Linked DNA regions of Ovis aries: region 1 is linked to region 2. The links are chromatin contacts, called in public Hi-C maps. All regions are on one chromosome and are shown on one strand. Each heading gives the region's core, a stretch centred on a gene start, on an enhancer-like site or on the middle of the called end of the contact. The rest is flanking DNA. Distances are from core to core; before and after follow the strand shown. Region 1 has its middle 25 kb from the start of SLC25A4. Region 2 has its middle 15 kb from the start of HELT.

Evidence for each region. Hi-C and Micro-C count contacts between places; a contact is called where the count stands out from the background.
Region 1: a Hi-C map of liver shows a contact between it and region 2, with 2.6 times the contacts expected there. The contact joins two enhancer-like sites. A contact is called at or near these places in 6 of 16 Hi-C or Micro-C datasets (hypothalamus, liver, omental adipose tissue and 2 more).

What each region holds. Positions count from the first base shown.
Region 1 is chr26:14,647,897-14,654,599 of ARS-UI_Ramb_v3.0, forward strand. No RefSeq gene overlaps it. Among named protein-coding and RNA genes, the nearest start is that of SLC25A4, 25 kb to the right of the region's middle. Within about 2 kb of position 3,280, at least 7 of the 54 cell types and tissues checked have an H3K27ac peak or open chromatin away from gene starts, as enhancers often do. A contact at or near this core is called in liver, where this site is marked.
Region 2 is chr26:14,548,652-14,556,145 of ARS-UI_Ramb_v3.0, forward strand. No RefSeq gene overlaps it. Among named protein-coding and RNA genes, the nearest start is that of HELT, 15 kb to the right of the region's middle. Within about 2 kb of position 6,245, at least 5 of the 54 cell types and tissues checked have an H3K27ac peak or open chromatin away from gene starts, as enhancers often do. A contact at or near this core is called in liver, where this site is marked.

The DNA of each region.
Region 1 (6,703 bases), core at 2,030-4,529, 96 kb after region 2:
GGGTTTCAGTTACCAGTTCTGACACTCACTAGATGTGAGGTTTTAGCAAGTCTCTTTGTCTCTGACAGATTGCTTTTTCATCTGTGAAATAAGCAAGATTTAACCTACCAACCTACAGGATTTTTGTAGGGCCAATCTAGTTAATAAATATATAATAAAATTAGTTTATAAATTCTAAAGCAGTTTTTTGATGTCAGACATTCATAATATTAACAATACCATTGGGTGAAGTCTGCATTCACTTCAACAAAATGAGTGACAGTGGGTGGCTAGTTTCCTCACACTCCCTTTGCATTCCCCGTTCCTCCAGACATAGTAAAACCTGGTTTCTGCAGAATATGACTTAATTTGAGTTACTGGGAAACAAAGCAATTAGCCCAGACAGGATACAGCTGAAGATTTGTGCAAAAGAATGATGAGATGCTTGATCGTAAGCAGGTGTTCTCCCTAGATTATCTAACCTGCAGTTGGTTAAATCTGGAAAATACGGCTTGTTCCCAAGTGAGTAAACCTTGGGGTCTTAGCTTTTTGAGATTGGGAAGGCCTCAGGAAGGCCCTGTGGGACGTGGTAGGGGAGATTTTCAAAGTATTAAGGGCCTCGGTGGAAATCTTACCTTGAAGAAGTCTTGTTACCACACACAAGCCCTTTGCCTGAAGTAACAACAGGATAACTCTAGTCAGTGCCTGACTTGTCAAAGGAATAAATGTGCAGAGATGCCCTCAGGGCTCTGGAAGAGCCCTTGCCACAGGGAATTCTGGGAAAATAGGAATGCTGGGAAGGTGCGAGGCATGCCGGGAAGGTGCGAGGCATGCCGGGAAGGGAAGGTGCAGTGCATTCTGGGAAAGGTGGGGGGCGTGTTGGGAAGTTGCCATGGTGACCTTGAGAGGAAGGACGGAATGGTGGGCCATGGGACCATTCTGGAATAGAGATGGCCAAGGAGCAACAATGTTTATTTATCTCAGAAGTGAAGTTACGCTAGTAGTGTCCATTTTAGAGCTGCTTTCATCAGGCAAGACAGCTTGGATCGTTTCCAACTAGCCTCTCTTCTCCAAAGATGTGTTTCTTCCTTTGGGTTTCCCTACCCTCATACCTCAGCTTGGTCGAGATGGGCGAAAAGGGGCTTCGCTGTGGCTTCTTCCCGTTGTTCCAGGTGTTAATGATCCCCACCTGTACTGACATCCTCATTCTGGCTGTTTAAAGCCTTCTCTGCCTTGGACTCTAATTTTTTTCAATACTGTGGGGAGAAATGTCTCTGAAGTTTTACTTTTCCACCCGAAATGGATAGTACGGGCCCTCAAAAGTTTCCAAAATCATACTTTAAGTCCCAGTGTAAGTTTTTTCATTTTAGTCAAATTCATTTTATGCTTGTATCAATTTGAAACACAGCCCGGACCCTATTTGAGTGGATTATAGATGAAATCCTATTAAATAGAACTCTGTTGGACCTGACTGCAGTATGCAAACAAATTGGAATACAACTTCTGGGTCATTTTGAACACGACAAAAGCTAAAGAATTTAACTTTTTCTTTCTAGTGCTTGTTCCCTCCTAACTCTCAGGTGAGATTATCATTACTCTCTTTTTCATATGTAACCCAATCTAGTTAGTTCAAAATTTAGGACAATTAGATCCATCTGAGCAGGGTGACCATTGCAATCCAGTTAGCGTTTTCTTTCTCTTCTAATGTTTTCTTAAAATCTGATTTAAAATATTCTGTTAAGTGTAGTTTGGTATACTTATAAAATGTTTCTTGCTTTCCCTTTCCTCTTTGTAATTTGTGGGAAGGATTCTCTTTAAGTTAAAAGCAATTAGAGTTGCTTTTTGAAAATTACAAAATATAGCAGAAGAGTTGAAGGGAATAATTCAAGTTAATCAGAAGAAAATGATCATTGAAAAAGTATTAAGTACATCAATAGGTAAATCATATTATGGATTGTGTCTGTAAATATAGTAATAATAAAGAACATCTTTATAATCATAACCATCATCTATTAAAAGTCTATCGCTTGTCATTTTAAACCAACAAACATTTTTAAATGGAATTAAAACCTTTGCTTTGGAGTAACCACTTCATGGATAAAAATATAGATATAAATATAGAGTATAAATTAATTCAGTATTAAGTTTTACTGCAATATATCTCTTCAACTTTACATATCTTATTTCTTCTTTGTGATGCAACTTATTTCTATATTTATTATTGATTTTTTCTTAATGCGCAATGAAAATTATATGAATTTTATTAAAAATTTTTTTGAAAAGCCCCAAAATATGTAATATAAAACATAACACCCTTCCACAAGAAAGGTCCCCTCCCTCACTCAGAAATAACTACCCTTGACTGCTTGATGCTTCATCCTCCAGATTTTTTATCGTACGTATACTAACATATGTTATTATTTTAAAATAAAATTATACTTCAAAAATTATTGTCATTTTATTTTTCCACTAAATCAGTCTCAGATACCTGTGTTAACATTTATATACTTGATTCATTTTGAAAGCCTGTATAGTTTTCCTTGTGTGGATGTACCATAATTTATAAAGCCAACCTCTTGGTCTTGGATATATTGGCTGTGTCTGATTTCTCTTTACAATTCAGTCTCTTGAACTGTGTCCTTTTTCCTTTCCATTGCGAATCACCATTACCCCAAATCTGGTGTTTTCTACTGACCCAGGACTACTTTATTCCTTTTTCACTTAGCCTATTTTCCAAAATGTTTTTCTGACTTTACGTCTTGTCCTTTCCTTTTGAATTTTGTCTTTTTATTCTTTTTTTTTTTCCCATTAGGAATAAAGATCTTCTTTTACAAAAAAAAATCTCTCCTCTCTGGTATCAGTGTGCTCTCCTCACACTCTTTCAGCCCCAGTGGTGAAGAGAAAAAAGTGCTGAATATTGGGTTTCTGATAAGAAACCAGGGGCTGTTACCGGCAGGGAGCCTTGTCAAGATTTCCCTCATTCTGAGCACTCCATTCCCACGTGAACAACAATGAATGGAGGTTTCACCCGCCCACCCCACATTGTTCAAGTTGTCCTTTGCCCTTTCTGTCAAATCTTGGCACCCAGGAGACAGCAGAACATGTACTGAATTCAACCCTGGCGAGCCACGGATCAATATCACTTGACTCTTCTTACCCATTAGTTGTTCCCTTTCTATTCCTGACGTGGAGTGAGGCCTGTGCTATTCTTTGTCATGGCCCCTGCTCCGTTGGCCCAGCTAACCCCTGTAGGGTGGGATGGCTCTCTCCATCCCCTAGGCAGACTGCCACAGGCAGAGAGCAGAACAAGGACAAAGTACAAGTTTCAGTCTTAGGACATAGGTCCTCTTGCTGCTTCAGCTGCAGGCTCGGAGACTGTGCATAAAGTTCATATATTTTATCTTTTTGTGATCTTTGTTATCAAATACCAGTTAAGAATATTAACTATCCACTCAACTCAGAGAATACTATAAAAATGGAAATCTGTAAAGCACTTTGAAAACAAGATTCCAAAGAAACAGTTTATTATTTTAAGGCTCTTCTGTTTTTGTACCTATATTTTAATTGACTTCCTTTGTTTATATCTGCAACTCATGTTTGGTTTTCCTATAATTCATACCTATTCCTCCCCATGAATTAGTTCTTATTTATGAAACACAGTGTGTTTATATTTCCAGTGTGATCTGTCAGCAGAGGTTTTTGTGTTTTTTGCTTTTGAGGAAGTATGGGGTGGGTTCAGACAGGGAGAAAGTCATGGCTGTTGTAATTTTTTTAAGCTAAAATTTTTTCGTTCCTCCTATTACTTTTATATTTGAAACATTCTCTGGAATTTTTATATGATTATTAAGGCCTTAATTTTAAGTGGCAACATTCAAGCAAGCATAAAATATAGGGAGACTAAACTCCTGTCTGATAGTAAGCTAAGTGCTTAGAAAATTAGACTAATTCTTTTAAGCCATAGATAAGTTGGTCAGAAAAAAACAAAACCCTAAGCCAACTCGGTGCTTGAGTGACTCTGAGCCAATGTCTTAATCTCTCTGTATCTGAACCTTCCAACTGTAACACTGGTGGAACTTTGATGCCAAAGCCAATTGCCTTCTAATTATCAGGTGACAGATTGTGGGATGGTCTAAATCTAAATGACACTGAAGACACCTTAGGAGAAGGTTGTCTTAATGCTTTCCAGGTTTAAAATAAACATTTTAGGAGTTTAAATGGGACAAAATTTCAGAAAATTGCAGCTCGAATCTCCTGTCATAGTTTATTGTGAAAGAGAAGGATGAGAAATTCTATTTTAACTGTCATGAAAAAATTTTTTTTCAGTTATAGAAAAACAGCCTTGGCTATGTATGTTCTTGTTTCCCCTTTGTTAAAAATAGCCCATTTCTAAGCATATATTACCATCACTTCCTCTCTATTTGTTCTTCCCGAATACATTTTAATACCATGTCAACATATGCCAACAATAAATTATTATTTTGGCCTTTGATTCTTAAGGAAGGGGGGAAAGGCAAATATGTCCTTTATTTATAAGCATATAACTTCTAATAAATTATACACAATCTCATAATTCATCTCGGTCTGAATAATCAAGATCATCTGAGTTTTCAAATGTAACACTTCACTGTAATAAAAGAGAGCCCAGTGACTCAACATGCAGAACTATACAGTAGTGAATATTGTATTGCTGATTAAAGTGATTATAATTTAACATTCCCACCGAGCATTTCGTGTTTGCTATACAAACTACAGAGACTCAGACCATCAAGAGGAAGAAAGGACCTTAGGATCTGTGACCAGTATCATGAGCCTGCCAGTGTCCCAAGCTTACAGCTCCAGTAAACTATGGAAACCTCCCATCTGCTGAACTGGAAGACAATAGAGCATTTCCAGAAGGGAGCTGAGCGTAAATAGTGCATGGATGGAGGAGCCTGGTGGGCTGCAGTCCATGGGATTGCTAAGAGTCTGACACGACTGAGCGACTGACTTCACTTTCACTTTTTACTTTCATGCATTGGAGAAGGAAATGGCAACAACCCACTCCAGTATTCTTGCCTTGAGAATCCCAGGGACGGGGGGAGCCGTCTATGGGGTCGCACAGAGTCAGACACGACTGAAGCAATTTAGCAGCAGCAGCAACAATGCTAATCACTAGGATAATATTCCAAATAACTACAATGGCTTTAAGGAGGAGATCTGAAATGAGTGGTACCAACAAAACAATTGACTACATTATACATCAAGCCTTTACATAGACCTGCCAAAATCTGTATTCAGTGTATCTAAAAATCAAATGACTCCAGAACATGGACAAAGCCTTCATGAAGAGCGTGAGATTGGGAGTTAGACAAACCTCGCTTAGAATCCCAGCTCAGCTACTTACCAGTTGTGTGATCTCAGTCAAGACATTTAATTTTTCTCAACATCATTTTCCTTATCTGAGTATCTGAATAAGGAGGACAAAAATATCTACTTCACAGAGTCACCACAAAGAGTATTTATTTTAGCTCAGTGCCTGGAATATAGCCTGCAGAAGAATGTTCCAGAATTATTACTGTTAAGTTTCCTGATTGGCCTTTATACATCTACTATCCTACACATACACACACAGTTGCCACACAGGCAACCAGTCAAGCCTATGTAATGGAACTTCAGTGAGCACTCTGAACTGATGAGGCTCGGGTGGGCTTCCCTGGAGACAATATTTCATGCGTTATGCGCAGGCACCAGGGAAATAGAGGACCTTGGGAGCTCCATATTTAGTGATTTCCTGCATTCTGCCCTATGCTCTTCTTTCCTTGGCTTATTTTAACCTGTATATTTTCCCCCAAATGAGTTATAACCATGAGTATAACCACTTTTCAGTTTGTTTTTTGAGTCCTGCTAGCAAATTATCCAACCTGAAGATAAATTGTTCCTGCTAACTCTGCAGTTTCCCAAACTCCCAAGGAGTTAGCTCTAAACTTCAGCAATATCATAAATGTGACTTTTTTTTAAATTGGTACTTTTTCCTCATTTACTATGTATGCATGTGTGTGTATACATTTGTGTGTCTGTGTATGTAATCTAGTTAACACACATATACCCCCTCCTCAATGGAACACAGTGTTTTCAATGCTGGGAAAGAGAGACTCTCTTAAAAAAGGAAATTTTGGAAGCATCTTAATATTTTGTACCCCAAATTTTTAAAGTAGATCTTTATAAACTTAGAAAAATATGGGAAAATGAGCATCACCTACTTAACAGAAGTAATCTAGGTGAAGTGGGAAGAGAGAAGATGACAACTCCCCCCGTCCCTGGGATTCTCAAGAAGACTGCCATTTATTCTCTATAAATATCTGTTAAATGATACAATTAAGATTCATTTTTATGTTTTTCTGAATTTTTCAAATTAATGAAAAATAAGCGTATTCTGGGCAAATTTAGAAATATATACATGTATGAAAATTTTATGTATATTAGGAATTCAGAAATATAAGAATTTCACACTTATTATTTTATGGTCACAAGAAACAGAAAATTTATTTCATTTATACACATAGTCTGTTACAGAGAAGAAAAAGAGTGATTAAATCTTTTAAGCATAAAACTTTTCTATGGGTATAAAATTCTGTGAAGGAAATATAATGAAAAATTAGATGCCAAGGAGGAAAAGGAGTGATATTAGTATTCCACTGTAAAAAGACAAGCTCATTTAGGAATTTTTAAATGATGATGGCTACCA
Region 2 (7,494 bases), core at 4,995-7,494:
TTCAATTTTAGGCAGAGATTATCTGTGAAAATCAGTTATGATGCCACTGCTTCATTTCATCTTTTCGAAATTCCTCCGCAAATACTCTTCCGCATGAGTGCTGAATCAGATCTGCCTTCGCAAATCGCACTTAGGTAATTAAGCTTATGGTCCAATTGCTCAACTGCAAATGTCTTCCGAGTAAAAAGATTATGATTATTTTCAACAAGCTTGTGACCAAATTGGTTTGAATGATTTTATTCTAATGATTATTCTGTGATTCCAATCAAAAATTAGATTATTTTGATTATTATTAGGTTATTTTGATTATTCTTAGATTGATTCTAATGACTTACATTTTACCAAAGAAGCAGTTTGGGGATGTGGCACAACCATTTTTTATTTTCTAATTCATTAATTTCTGCTTTTTATCTTTTTCATTTCTTCCTTCTGCTTTTCTTTGGCTTATTTTATTGTCCTCAAAATGTTTTTTTTTGAGTTGGATACATAATTCACTTCTTTCTCTCTTTTTGGAAGGATTTAGGTACTTTTATAAACTTTCCCATGAACTCAGCTTTATCTGTATGCTATAGATATCTGTTTCATTATTGCTGTTTTCTAGAAATTTCATGATTTTTATTTCCATATCTTCTTCATATCAAAATATTTAATAAAGGGATTTAAAAAAATTTTAACAGAAAATTCAAAACATACACAAAATACAGAGAATAGTATAATGAATTACTAGGTACTCATCACCTACCTCCAATAATTATCAATATATGATAAATCTGGGCTCACCTTATCCCAAATTCCAGACATCTTATTATTTCCTCTGCAAATATTTCAGCATGGAAACTGAGAGATTTTTAATTTCCTAGTGGAAGGGACATTTTGTTTCTGGCTTTATTATTCAGATCTGGTCTTATTGCATGATGATCACTGAATATTCTATGCACTATTTATACTCTTGGAATATATGGAATTCACAAGTATTATACAGGCACTTGTGAAGAAGGTACATTCTCTAGTTCTAGGACAGAGTTCTATCAATATCTAGCAGTTAGATTTAGTGTTATGGACTAGAAGTAGAAAAAGCAGCCTTCTTATATTGCTTGTAATTGGCTTTATGAATGGAGTTGCTATGTTACCCAGTGCAAAAATCCCCATTACTATTATAGTTTCTTATAATTATACCTATTAGCATTACAAAGTACTCTTACTTAATAGGTTTATTTTTTTTGAGGGGGTGCTGAATTCCATCTTGTCTGATAGTAAGAATGAGCTCTCTTCTTTCTTTTTGTTTGTTGCTGGTGCTACTGCTGCTAAGTCACTTCAGTCGTGTCCGACTCTATGCGACCCCATAGACGGCAGCCCACCAGGCTCCCCCGTCCCTGGGATTCTCCAGGCAAGAACACTGGAGTGGGTTGCCATTTCCTTCTCCAATGCATGAAAGTGAAAAGTGAAGTTGCTCAGCTGTGTCTGACTCTTAGCAACCCCATGGATTGCAGCCTACCAGGCTCCTCCGTCCATGGGATTTTCCAGGCAAGAGTACTGGAGTGGGGTGCCATTGCCTTCTCCATTTGCGTGTTACACTATTTCAATTTTGATCACACCTTCAATTTCAATTTTGATCACACCATTCTTCTAAACATCTTAGGACTTTTATCATATGTTAGCAGTCTTAGCAGTCACGTTTTTTAATTGCAAGCAACCAAATCCACTAAAGCGTTTAAACAGAAAAGGTTATTGGCTGGCTTACAGTAGTTCCAGGAGAGGCAGAGGATTAGTATAGGGGGCCATGGAGCCAAGAACAAAGTCTGACTGGTGCAGTCCAGGTCAACGCCTATGCCCTGATTTCAAGGGAAACTGAGACATTGAATTCTGGTTTCTACTCTTGATAGGAGAATTCATAATGTGGAGATTTCCCCCCAGTATAGGAGGCCTTGTTGGCCACAGTATAATAAATACCTTCTACAGCAGTGTCACTGAAGTTTCAGATACAGAACTTTAACTCCTCAGTAAAAATAGTCCAAGAATCTATAACCACATTCCCCTGATATCATGTTGTGTGTAGAAGCTTCCTGAATGCATGCAGGATGTTCTCTAAAAATGTCCCAGCCTTTACCAAAAAATAATACGTGGTCACAAGTTTTGCTTTCCCTTTCTTGCTTCTCTTAGAATCACACCTTCCTTCTTATTTTTATATCCAAAGCTCTTATTCTAGGCTTGCAGTTTCTCACCCAGGATTACTAAACTCTCTTCTGATAGTTCCCAGCCTTTTCCTGTTCCTAAACCATCCTACTTACTGCCCATACCCAACTTGCTGGCATTATGTTCTGGAAACCTGGCGTAAGGGTCCAGGCTTTGTATAATCTCACTTGGCAAAGACATGCTGAATGACTGTGCCATGCTGGGCCACATGCTTGGGGCTGGAGGTTCAAATATGAGTCAGATAAAGGCTAACCTTAAGGGCCCCTCAGTCTAGTGGGGCAGACAGACAACCAAATAGGAAAATATGACATAAAGTGCTATAATTGTGGCACACAGAAAGAGCACCTAAACCAGTCTGGGGCAGACATAATCTAGGGAGGCTCCTGGAAGAAGGTACCTCTGAACAGGGTGGGGAAGGATACATCCACTTCTCCCAGGGAAAGAGAGCATTTTAAGCGTAAGAAACTGCCCGTGCAGAGGCAGGTCAGCTCGAGGGTGCTTAGCGCTCTGAGGAAAAGCCACAAGTACTTTAAAACGGAACAGCTGGCTCCTTAACAAAGTAGGAGAAGGCTTGTGTCTTTGGGTGAGACGTGACATACTGAAGAGATGGGATGCAAAGCCAGTGGAAAGCAACTGAAGGCCTTTTAGCATCTGAGTAAGATCAACCAAGCAATATAATACATGTAGAATGGATTGGAGGAGCTCGCTGGTGGCAGGTGAAAGGTTAGCTGTGAAAGGTTAGCTCTCATGCTGAAGCCCATGAGAGAAAGTGGGTGACAACGGTGGTGGCTGCAAGGATAGGGCGGTGGTGGGGGGAAGACCTTCTGAAGAGGTGTCAAGAGGGACTCCACTAAACTCAGTGACTATGAGAAGGAGTGAGAGCAAAGCAGGAGTCAGTGGAGACTCAGGATTTCCGTGCTCCTTCGGGGAAGGGATTCTAAAACCGAGTCCTTGAGAGGAGGTAGGAATCTGGGGAGAGAGCAAAGTGCTGTACTGAAAGTCCCAAGTCTGGGACACACACGTGGAGGATGTGGCGGGAAATCTGGAGAAGGGAGATGGCGCAGCAGAGGCTGAGGAGCAGTTCTGCCCAACCGTGGCACGCCCCCTGCAAACACCTGGAAGCTTTGAAAAACCCTAAAACCTGGCCCCTGCCCCCAGAGGTGCTAATATAATCACCTGGGCAGCAAGATCAAGGCACTCCAAGGGACTCTGCTGGGCAGACAGCCAATGGCAGAGAGAGGAGGATGCCAGGCCTGTAGGGTGCCCTTCCCCTCTCCACCACTCTACTGGGTGACTGTGACAAAATCATCAGCCAAGTTTCCTCCTCTAGAAAGTGAAGATCATAACACTCGGAAGGATTTCAAGTATGAAATAAAATAAGGTGTGTACAGCACCTAACACCATTCCTGGCCCATACTGCAGACCGATGAGCTGCAGGAGTCAACTGCGGGACCACATCTAAGGAAACGCATAGTCTCAGCCACATTCCCAAAGAAAGTGTGGCTTTCTGTTTAATAGGAAGGAAAACAAGGAACTTCCCAAACCTCTAATGAACAAAATGACATCACTTGTGTCCATGCAATATGCTGGCTCCTGCAGCAGCCTTAGAACTGACTGCAAGATATGGAAGGCAGCATGCTGGCTTAACACTCAAAGCAATGTTCCAGCAGCTATGACTCTTGGTTGAGATACAACACCAGAGATGCAACACACTTGTCCACCCCTGTAGACAAATACTCATGAAGCATCCACTGTATGCCAGGCAAAGGACCCTTAGGCATTCTTTCATTCTTTAACCAACATGATTAAGTACATACTGTGTGCCAGAAACCCCACTAAATTCTTGGGAAATCGTGATAAATAAGAAAAAGATGGGCTATAAAAACCCTGAAGGGGCAGACCCTGTTCCTTGACATCTCTTTAGTCCATCCATTCCCAACATCCCCGCAGCCACCACCCCTGCCCCCCGTGACTTCTTTCATGGGTTTCAGCAATAGCCTGACACCTGTTGCAAGCTCCTCCAATCTGTCAAACACTCAAATTACAGATTTTATTGAATAATCTCTCAGATAGGTGTTACATAACTACCCGATGGTGTGTCACAAGCACATGATCCTATGGGACCACTTAGTAGGGGGTTTCAACCAAACAGGAAAGCTGGAAGGGCTGCCCTGAGGAAGTGACAACCAAACAGAGAAAAGTAGCTGTTGGCCAAAGGGGAGTATAGGAGAAGGGATTTCTTGGGTCCTGCACACCTTCCCCGTCAGCCCTCTCACACCACCATGCCCTCCTCACACAACTCCTGAATCACTTCTGCACTTGGGCCTCCAGCCAGCGTGAGTCATCCTCCAAGGTGCAGCAAAAAGCCAGCTTCTTCCTCATGGTCCTTTCTGACCATACCCTGCTCTCCAACACCCCACCCCTGTGTCTCCACCATCAAACCTCTCACTTCTTAGTGTAAGAGACACAGGTGGCCAAGTCTCTCAGGTCTGTTGACCACTCTATCCAGCAACAAATACAATGCCAGGGATACTACCCAGGGTACTCCAGAGAGACAGAATCAATAGGGGGGGTGTGCATTTGTGTGTGTGTGTGTGTGTGTGTGTGTGAATAATGTATATAAGAAAGTGAGAAAGTCAGAGGAAGACAGAATTTTTTAAAAATTATATAGAATTAGTTAATGCAATCATGGTGGCTGACAAGCCCACAATCTGCAGGGTGGGTCCAGGGAAGAGGTAATGTTGCAGCTCTCCCCTAAAGGCAGTCTGGGGCTGGCTTTCCTCTTCCTCAGGGACCTCAGTCTTTTTTCTCTCAAAGCTGTCAACTGATTCGATGAGGCCCACTCACATCATAGAGGATAATCTGCTTTACTCAAAGTCTATTAAGTTAATGTTAACCTTATAAAAAATAACTTCACAGCAACATCTGGCCTGGTTTACGACCTGGTATCTGGGTGCTGTGGCCTAGTCATGTTGACACATAAAATTAATCATCACACAGTTGAAAACAGGTGCTTGGCAAGTATTTTTGGAATGAAATCTGCTAATCTTAGGTTTGTTTTCTTCTTTCTTTTTCTTTGTCTCTCTCCTTTGCTTTTCTTTGAATGCTAGTCCCATAGCCCTACCCTTTTTAAACTTTCTTTTGTGTGTATCATTCCCCCAGTGTTTTTTTCCCCAGGCATGTTGGGGGTCCCATCAGCTACAGAAATATACAAGAGGTTCACTGTCACAGAAAAGGCCCTGGTTGTGACCACACTGATCCCTGGAGAGCCTCCCAGTTGGCAGGAAAGGAAGCCACAGTGAAAGAACTTGTTAAGGTCAAACCTCAGTGAACCAGGACCAGCTCTCCTGGTGACCAGAGTTCTTTCCATTAACTATGCCAAAACCTTCACGTGGGTATGGGCAGGGAAGGAATAAAAGGCCCTGTGCAGGAGAACTCACCTTCTACAACCTACACCTCACAGAAACGCTGTTACACTGATCCCTGCCCCACTCTCATAAATGGAAGGAACACCCGCTTATCTTGGGAGTCAAAGAATTCAGGAGGGTTCTAAGCCTTGGGTGTCAGAATCCATGCGTTCATTCGTCCTTAGAGGGCAGCGTGAGACCTCCACAGTCTTGGTCAGGTTCCTGAGAGAAAGGCTACATTACCAAGCCCCACTTTCCAATTCCTAACCTGGACCTGCCATCTCTGAGCAAACATAGTGAAGTCTCTCAGTCATGTCTGACCCTTTGCAACCCCATGGACTATAGCCTACCAGGCTCCTCTGTCCATGGGATTTTCCAGGCAAGAGTACCGGAGTGGATTGCCATTCCCTTCTCCAGGGGATCTTTCTGACCCAGGGATCAAACCCAGGTCTCCCACATTGCAGGCAGATGCTTTACTCTCTGAGCCACCATAGGCTAGTCCATGTCCTGCCTTCCTTCCTTTGCCCTCCCTCCTTCCAACAAATATTTACTGGGTACTTTCCCCATGCCAGGCACTGTGCCAAATGTTAGGGACACAGAGATGAATAAGCCAAGGTTCCAGGGTCAGAGAGCTCACAGAGATCTCTCAGAGGAGACACACCTGTGTGCCCCCTTGCCTGGACTTCACATAGGACTCGTCTCCTGGGCAGCCCTCTGGACGTGCTGATTCCTGTTCCCTGATAATTTTTGTCCAGTCTTCCAATTGGCTTATTAAAATACTGCAGCTAGAGAGGTGAGGTTCGCTGGCAAGACACAGCTGATCTTCAAACAGCAAGTGGAAGGGTGAATTTAGTTTCTTTTTAAAGAAGCCTCTCAAGTGGATCAGCCCTCGTCTTAGAAGTTGTTGAAAAGTTCCAACCACTAGAGGGCACCAACCTACCCTTGATCCGCCGCTGCTGCATGAGTGCTACAGTCGCTTCAGTGTTCCACTCTTTGAGACCCCAAGGAGGGTAGCCTGCCAGGCTCCTCTGTCCATGGGATTCTCCAGGCAAGAATACTGGAGTGGGTTGCCATGCCCTCCTCCAGGGGATCTTCCTGATGCAGGGAATGAACCTACGTCTCTTATGTCTCCAGCACTGGCAGATGGGTTCTTTACCACTAGCACCATCCACTAAACCTGCCCAAATCCTGGAGAGTTTCTGCACAGGTTACTCTGCTTCCAGATCTATAATGCTAATATCTTTCATTTTTCTCAACATGAGCCTTGAGAACCAGGCACATTTTAAAGTGAATCCACAGACTGTACTTAAGCCGATAGGATGATGAGGGAGTTAAGACATCCTAATACAGAGAAAATAGGCCACAGATTGTCTTATGAATAAATAGATCAGAACTAATGACATGAACGACTTTTTAAAACTATGCTCACTAACCTAGTCATCTGCTAAAATCCAATATCCACAGATAGCCACAACATAACTTTGCATTATTGACAAGCCATTGTTCAGCAATGCATCTAATAACTGCCAGACCATGGACCAGTGAACAGTGCATCAAACTAACTGAGTTTGTTGGGGAGGTTGGTTGTTGTTTTTAAAGATACGGATCTGAGGACCACATCCACAAGGATTTTTTAAAATAAGTCTGGAATGGGACTTTATCCCATTGCACGTTGTCCAAAGACTCCTGCTGTGTAAGAGTCTGGAAGCCACTGCTTTACCATTGGAGTGTCGGAAATGTGGGGAGCAAAAGCGAGAGCTGAGTTCAGAAACCTGATGACTTATGGGGAGCGTGTACCTCTGGGGACCCTGAGAGGGGAATACCTGGAATACTGGAAACTGCTCCCCTGCTTTGTGAAGCAGCAGCTACATCTGGCCCCTGGAAGGTGGCTAGA